2 separate regions of the Drosophila melanogaster genome follow, and region 1 is linked to region 2. The links are chromatin contacts, called in public Hi-C maps. All regions are on one chromosome and are shown on one strand. The core of a region is the stretch at or near the end of the contact, and the rest is flanking DNA. Distances in the headings are between cores, read along the strand shown. Region 1 holds the start of eEF2 (eukaryotic translation elongation factor 2). Region 2 holds the start of Ns4 (Nucleostemin 4).

Region 1 (2,700 bases), core at 10-2,509, 930 kb before region 2:
GATACGAACCTGAACTCAGAGGTGACATGAGGCCGTCTAATTCGAAAGTTTCAAGTGACGCTAGAGCAAAAGGAGAGAAGAGAGAACGCTATAGTAGAGTTCCCTGAGTATCAAACACCCATTACTTATCTAGTGTGAATGCGAACGCCATATTTCATAATTTATAAAATAATTATCTTGTTGTTGGCAAATCGATAGAAATTTACAAGACTAATAAAATTATGAACAAATTTGGAAAAATGGTTAATGGTGCGGTTTTAGGGCGTTAGAGTGGGCATCTCAGCCTTCTAGTTTTTATAGCTCCTGAGATCTCAACGTTCATACGGATAGGCGGACACATGGACATGGCTAGATCGACTCGGCTATTGATCCTGAGCAATATGGTTGGAAACGCTTCCTTCTGCCTGTTACATACCATTCAACGAACAAACGATATCCTTATACTCTACGAGTAGCGGGTATAATGAATACCAAAAACACTTACGCCATGACCTTCCACCGCATTTTTTACAAATTTTGAAACTTCTTGTCGGAAAATTTGACTTTCGGATCTCTTGATTTTTTTCGTTTTATTATTTGTCTGCCAAATTTCTGTCGATATGCCGTGGCGTGACCCACTCTTACACCTACAAACCTCAATAAGTTTTCAAGCCCACAATTCAAACCTTTTTTTAATTCCTACCGCAACGCCAACAAAATTTTTAAATATTTTCCTAGAGAATCGCATTAGCTATGTAATGGGTATCTAATAGTCGTAAAAATCGACGATAGCGTTCTCGCTTGCTATACTTTAAATATTACTGCGTGCGTAGAATTTCGAAATGCCGTTTGATCGAAACTATCATAAGTCGTTAACTTTAAAGGCTCGGCATCTATGAGCAAATGAGAATATAACTAGCTTTCACTTAAAGTTTATTTTTCATAAGATAGTTTAAGCGATAAAGAAATATATATATATAGATTAGATTATTTTTAAGAAAAATAATTTAGAAGAAATTTAAGCGGATGTATGTAAATTAATAATAGTGCTTAGCAATATTTATTTATGGCTATATAAACAACCACGATTTCGACGCGGAAAATTACGTGGAAAATTACGAAAACGTCATTCTGTAAAATAAAAGTTTAAAAACTATAAAGTAAACATGCAAAATAACTATCTGATGAATCTGTCACGTGAACTACTATCGATCAACTACTGGTTCCGACTATCGAAAATATCAAGAATTGTCCCAGCTCTATGGTCGCTGCAGCGCCTCGCTCTTTCCTGTCGAAACGCCGTTGAAAGGCGTAGTGTTTTTTTGGTCCGCGAGAAAATCTCCATACATCCAAAATGGTAGGTGCCCAAAGTCAGAAATAATAGCCCCATATCTACAGAAAAGGCCTAGAGGCGACCTGCATTAATATCTTTAATGCCCAGTGCAAAAAGTGCAGATGTCTCAACCATTACTTGGTGAAATGATGTGTCCACATATTTTCACGTTTGCTTGTTGTGTGTGTGTGCATTATGGTGAAATGCAAGACAAAGACTAGGAATGACGTATGCAATTTTCTATTGAAATTTGGCTAGAATGTGATCCTGTTTGGTGCTTGTTGTGAAATACCCAAGGAATAGATGTATATTGCTATATTTATCGATGCCCATACTCGCGAGTGAGTGATTTGTGGTTTTTAGTTCTTATCTAACCTCAAAGACCTTTGCACGACTGTGAAGACTTAGTGTGTGTATGGACGCCATTTTTAAATCAGCACTGTGTATAGATCGAGTGGAAACTCGTTATAATATGTACATAACGATGCCTTATTTATTTTACAGGTCAACTTCACCGTCGACGAGATCCGTGGCCTCATGGACAAGAAGCGGAACATCCGCAACATGTCTGTGATTGCCCACGTAGACCACGGCAAGTCCACTCTGACCGATTCCCTTGTGTCGAAGGCTGGTATCATTGCCGGAGCCAAGGCTGGTGAGACTCGTTTCACTGACACCCGCAAGGACGAGCAGGAGCGCTGCATTACCATCAAGTCGACGTAAGACCAGTCATGTTCCAGCACCCACGGCTTTTTTAATCCGCCTTTCATTATTGCAGTGCCATTTCCATGTACTTTGAGGTGGAGGAAAAGGATCTGGTGTTCATTACCCACCCCGATCAGCGCGAGAAGGAGTGCAAGGGTTTCCTGATCAACTTGATCGACTCGCCCGGTCACGTTGACTTCTCCTCGGAGGTGACCGCCGCCCTTCGTGTAACCGACGGTGCACTCGTTGTTGTAGACTGCGTCTCCGGAGTTTGTGTCCAGACCGAAACCGTGCTGCGTCAGGCCATCGCTGAGCGTATTAAGCCCATCCTATTCATGAACAAAATGGACCGCGCTCTGCTTGAGCTGCAACTAGATGCCGAGGAGCTGTACCAGACCTTCCAGCGCATCGTCGAGAACGTAAACGTTATCATTGCCACCTATAACGATGACGGAGGACCGATGGGTGAGGTTCGCGTGGATCCCTCTAAGGGATCAGTGGGCTTCGGTTCTGGGCTTCACGGCTGGGCGTTCACCCTCAAGCAGTTCTCTGAGATGTACTCCGAGAAATTCAAGATTGATGTTGTCAAGCTAATGAACCGGTGAGTCATGTCTCAAGTTTGTTTGTAAATGTTTTCAAACTTCTACCACAAAACGTGTGGCGCTTAGCGGGCGGCTTCTTGA
Region 2 (2,700 bases), core at 127-2,626:
GCGACTAACGCTGACCACCTTGCGTCCCTTTAAGGCATTGATCAGCGACGACTTTCCGACATTGGGAAATCCAATGCAGCCAATGGTCAGGACCCCACTGTGATATTTAACGTGCTCGTGGGGCGTGGTGTCGATGCTGCTGCTGATCTTGAGTTCACCCTCCACGGCCGTTGATATTTCATCCAGGATGTCAAGCTGATCACTACGCATGTCCTCTCGTATCTTCTGCTCCCAGGTTGTTAGATCCACCTCTCCTTGGACATAGCGCTGGCATTCCTTGTAGATATTATACACTCCTTCCATACTCCTGCGATGAGCCTGTGGACCACGTTGACTTCCTTTGCGGGATCGGGGGAGGAAGGATGCAAAGAGCACCACTGGTAGCTGGGGGTAACGGTCGCGGAAGTATTGCCTCCAAGCCACCACCGCATGCGGTTCGACTAGATCCACCTTGTTGAACACCACTATCGCATGTTTCTTTAGCGTGTTGATAATATAGTCGTACAGGGAGGGTGGAAACATCAGCGTGGCATAGCGCACGTCCACAATGATCAGCAGGATGTCCGAGAACTCCAGGACACGCCATAGCTGACGCCAGGTTTCCAGATTCAGCTCAAACAGCGAAAGCTCCTTCGAATCTCCAGCACGCTGCTTTTTCTGCAGCTCGTCCACGTATTCCTGACAAAAGATTATTAATGGATATGTTAATATTATAAACCAAGCCGCCAGTAGACTGACCTACCTTAAAGTAGCGATTCTCGGTGCGATCAAGCTCTTCCTTGGACTCCGTTAGCGTCCAAGGTGGACGAACTGGGAAGTCGCAGCCGGCAAAGTATCGGTCGTCCACTTCCCGCTGAGCGGGACTGAGTTTCTCGAACGGTTTAAAGCCCTCTTGTTTCATTTGCTCCAGTTCCTTTTTGCCCTCCTGGTAGAATTGCAAATTATAGCGATTGACGTTCTTGTTTCGGTTTCCGCCGCGCGCAAAAGGCTGCTCCATGAGTTTCCTGGTCGTTTCCGGCACATCGCTGTCCTCATACGACTCCTGCGTGCTCCTCAGATACTTTGGGGGACCTGCCGGCGTAACAATTGTTAGTCATCCGCTTCGATTTTCCAGCCTTACGCCCCTTTTCACAGGTGGGCACACAATCTCGGTTTTCTCACCTTTTGTGTTGCGCTTTTGCAACATCTGGTCCTTCTTCTTCTTGCCGCTAAAGGCCACCTTGCGCCGTTGCTGTGGCATCGTTTTTGGGTCACGTCCTGGTCTCACTCCCGGTCAATTTGGTTTCGTCCAGCAGCGGTGGCCAACTGTTAGTTGTAGTTAATTGGGATTGAATGTTGTTGCGGCTTTTCCCTTTTGCGAATTAAAAGTTTCACACCAGTTGGCAGCACCGAGAGCACCGGGTTGTCGAGCTCGACAGTTAAGTCACGAAAATAAATAAAACTTTCACTGGTACATTTCTTGTTATCAAGATTAATTTTTATCAAAAACAAAAAAAATACATGCAGAGACAGGAGGTGCAGGTTAAAGTTATTTCATTCGACTCCTTGTCTCGTGAGATTAGAAAAAATCACCTACAAGTTGGCATCTCTGCTGCAATGCCGTTCAAAGTGCACTTAATTTTCTTGTTACTTTTCGCATCAAAACTCCTCCAAAGATGCCACTTAAAGGCATCAGGGTACTCGAATTCGTGGGTTTAGCACCAGGACCGTTTTGTGGGAAGATTCTAACCGACTTTGGGGCCACAGTCACCCGCATCGACAAGGTAAACAAACTGGGCGTTAAATTCAATACAACTCCGATCGCCGAATTTGAATCCATGTTCCCATCTCGTTCAGGTGATGGAAAACCCTTTGGATGTACTGCAGCAGGGAAAGCGCACACTTTGCCTGGATCTGAAGAACCCGAAAGGTCAGCAAGCGGTGCAAAGGCTGGTCAAGAAGTGCGATGTGCTCATCGAACCTTTTCGACCGGGAGTAATGGAGAAACTAAATCTGGGTCCCACCGACTTGTGCACAGCCAATCCCCGCCTGATTTATGCCCGCCTCACCGGCTTTGGCCAGCATGGAAGACTGGCGCAACGGGCGGGACACGACATCAACTACGCGGCCTTATCGGGAGTACTTTCCATGCTGGGCAGGCGCCACGAAAAGGTCACTGCACCCATTAATATTCTGGCCGATTTCGCTGGCGGCAGTTTGATGTGCGCTCTGGGAATTTGCCTTGCCCTCTTGGAGCGCCACAGGTCGGGAAAAGGCCAAGTAGTGGATGCCTCGATGGTCGAGGGAGCTGCCTATGTGGCCAGTTGGCTGTTTATGTCCAGGAATCTGGTTATTTGGGGGAGGGAGCGCGGTGACAACCTCGTCGATGGTGGATCATTCTTTTACGACACGTACGAAACCAAAGACGGTCGCTACATGTCCGTGGGCGCCCTGGAACCGCAGTTCTTTGAGATGCTAAAACAGCGCTTGGAACTGCCCGAAGATGTCAGTCAGTTTGGCGAGGAGCATCAGGTTCGAGGAAGAAAGCTTTTGACTGAGGCTTTCCTCTCCAAGACCCAAGCTGAATGGTCGCAAATATTTGAGGATGTCGACGCCTGTGTCTATCCCGTTCTGGATTACCGCGAGGTTCACAGACACGATCACAATATACAGAGGAATTCGTTCGAGGTGACTGAGGATACAGCGACGCCACGTCCTGCT

What was found. Hi-C and Micro-C count contacts between places; a contact is called where the count stands out from the background.
Region 1: a contact with region 2 is called in a Hi-C map of the Kc167 cell line, with 2.4 times the contacts expected there. A contact is called at or near these places in 3 of 107 Hi-C or Micro-C datasets (the Kc167 cell line, the ML-DmBG3-c2 cell line and eye imaginal disc).

The regions. Positions count from the first base shown.
Region 1 is chr2L:21,680,675-21,683,374 of dm6, reverse strand. eEF2 (eukaryotic translation elongation factor 2) reads left to right here and starts at 1,259. Exons shown (of 5, transcript NM_165394.3): 1 at 1,259-1,336; 2 at 1,817-2,031; 3 at 2,091-2,618. The coding sequence starts at 1,334. It also overlaps sncRNA:254.
Region 2 is chr2L:20,751,152-20,753,851 of dm6, reverse strand. It overlaps Ns4 (Nucleostemin 4), which reads right to left and starts at 1,376. Exons shown (of 4, transcript NM_136211.4): 1 at 1,162-1,376; 2 at 743-1,071; 3 at 1-678. The coding sequence starts at 1,240. It overlaps Amacr (Alpha-methylacyl-CoA racemase), which reads left to right and starts at 1,511. Exons shown (of 2, transcript NM_001273709.1): 1 at 1,511-1,763; 2 at 1,837-2,700. The coding sequence starts at 1,656.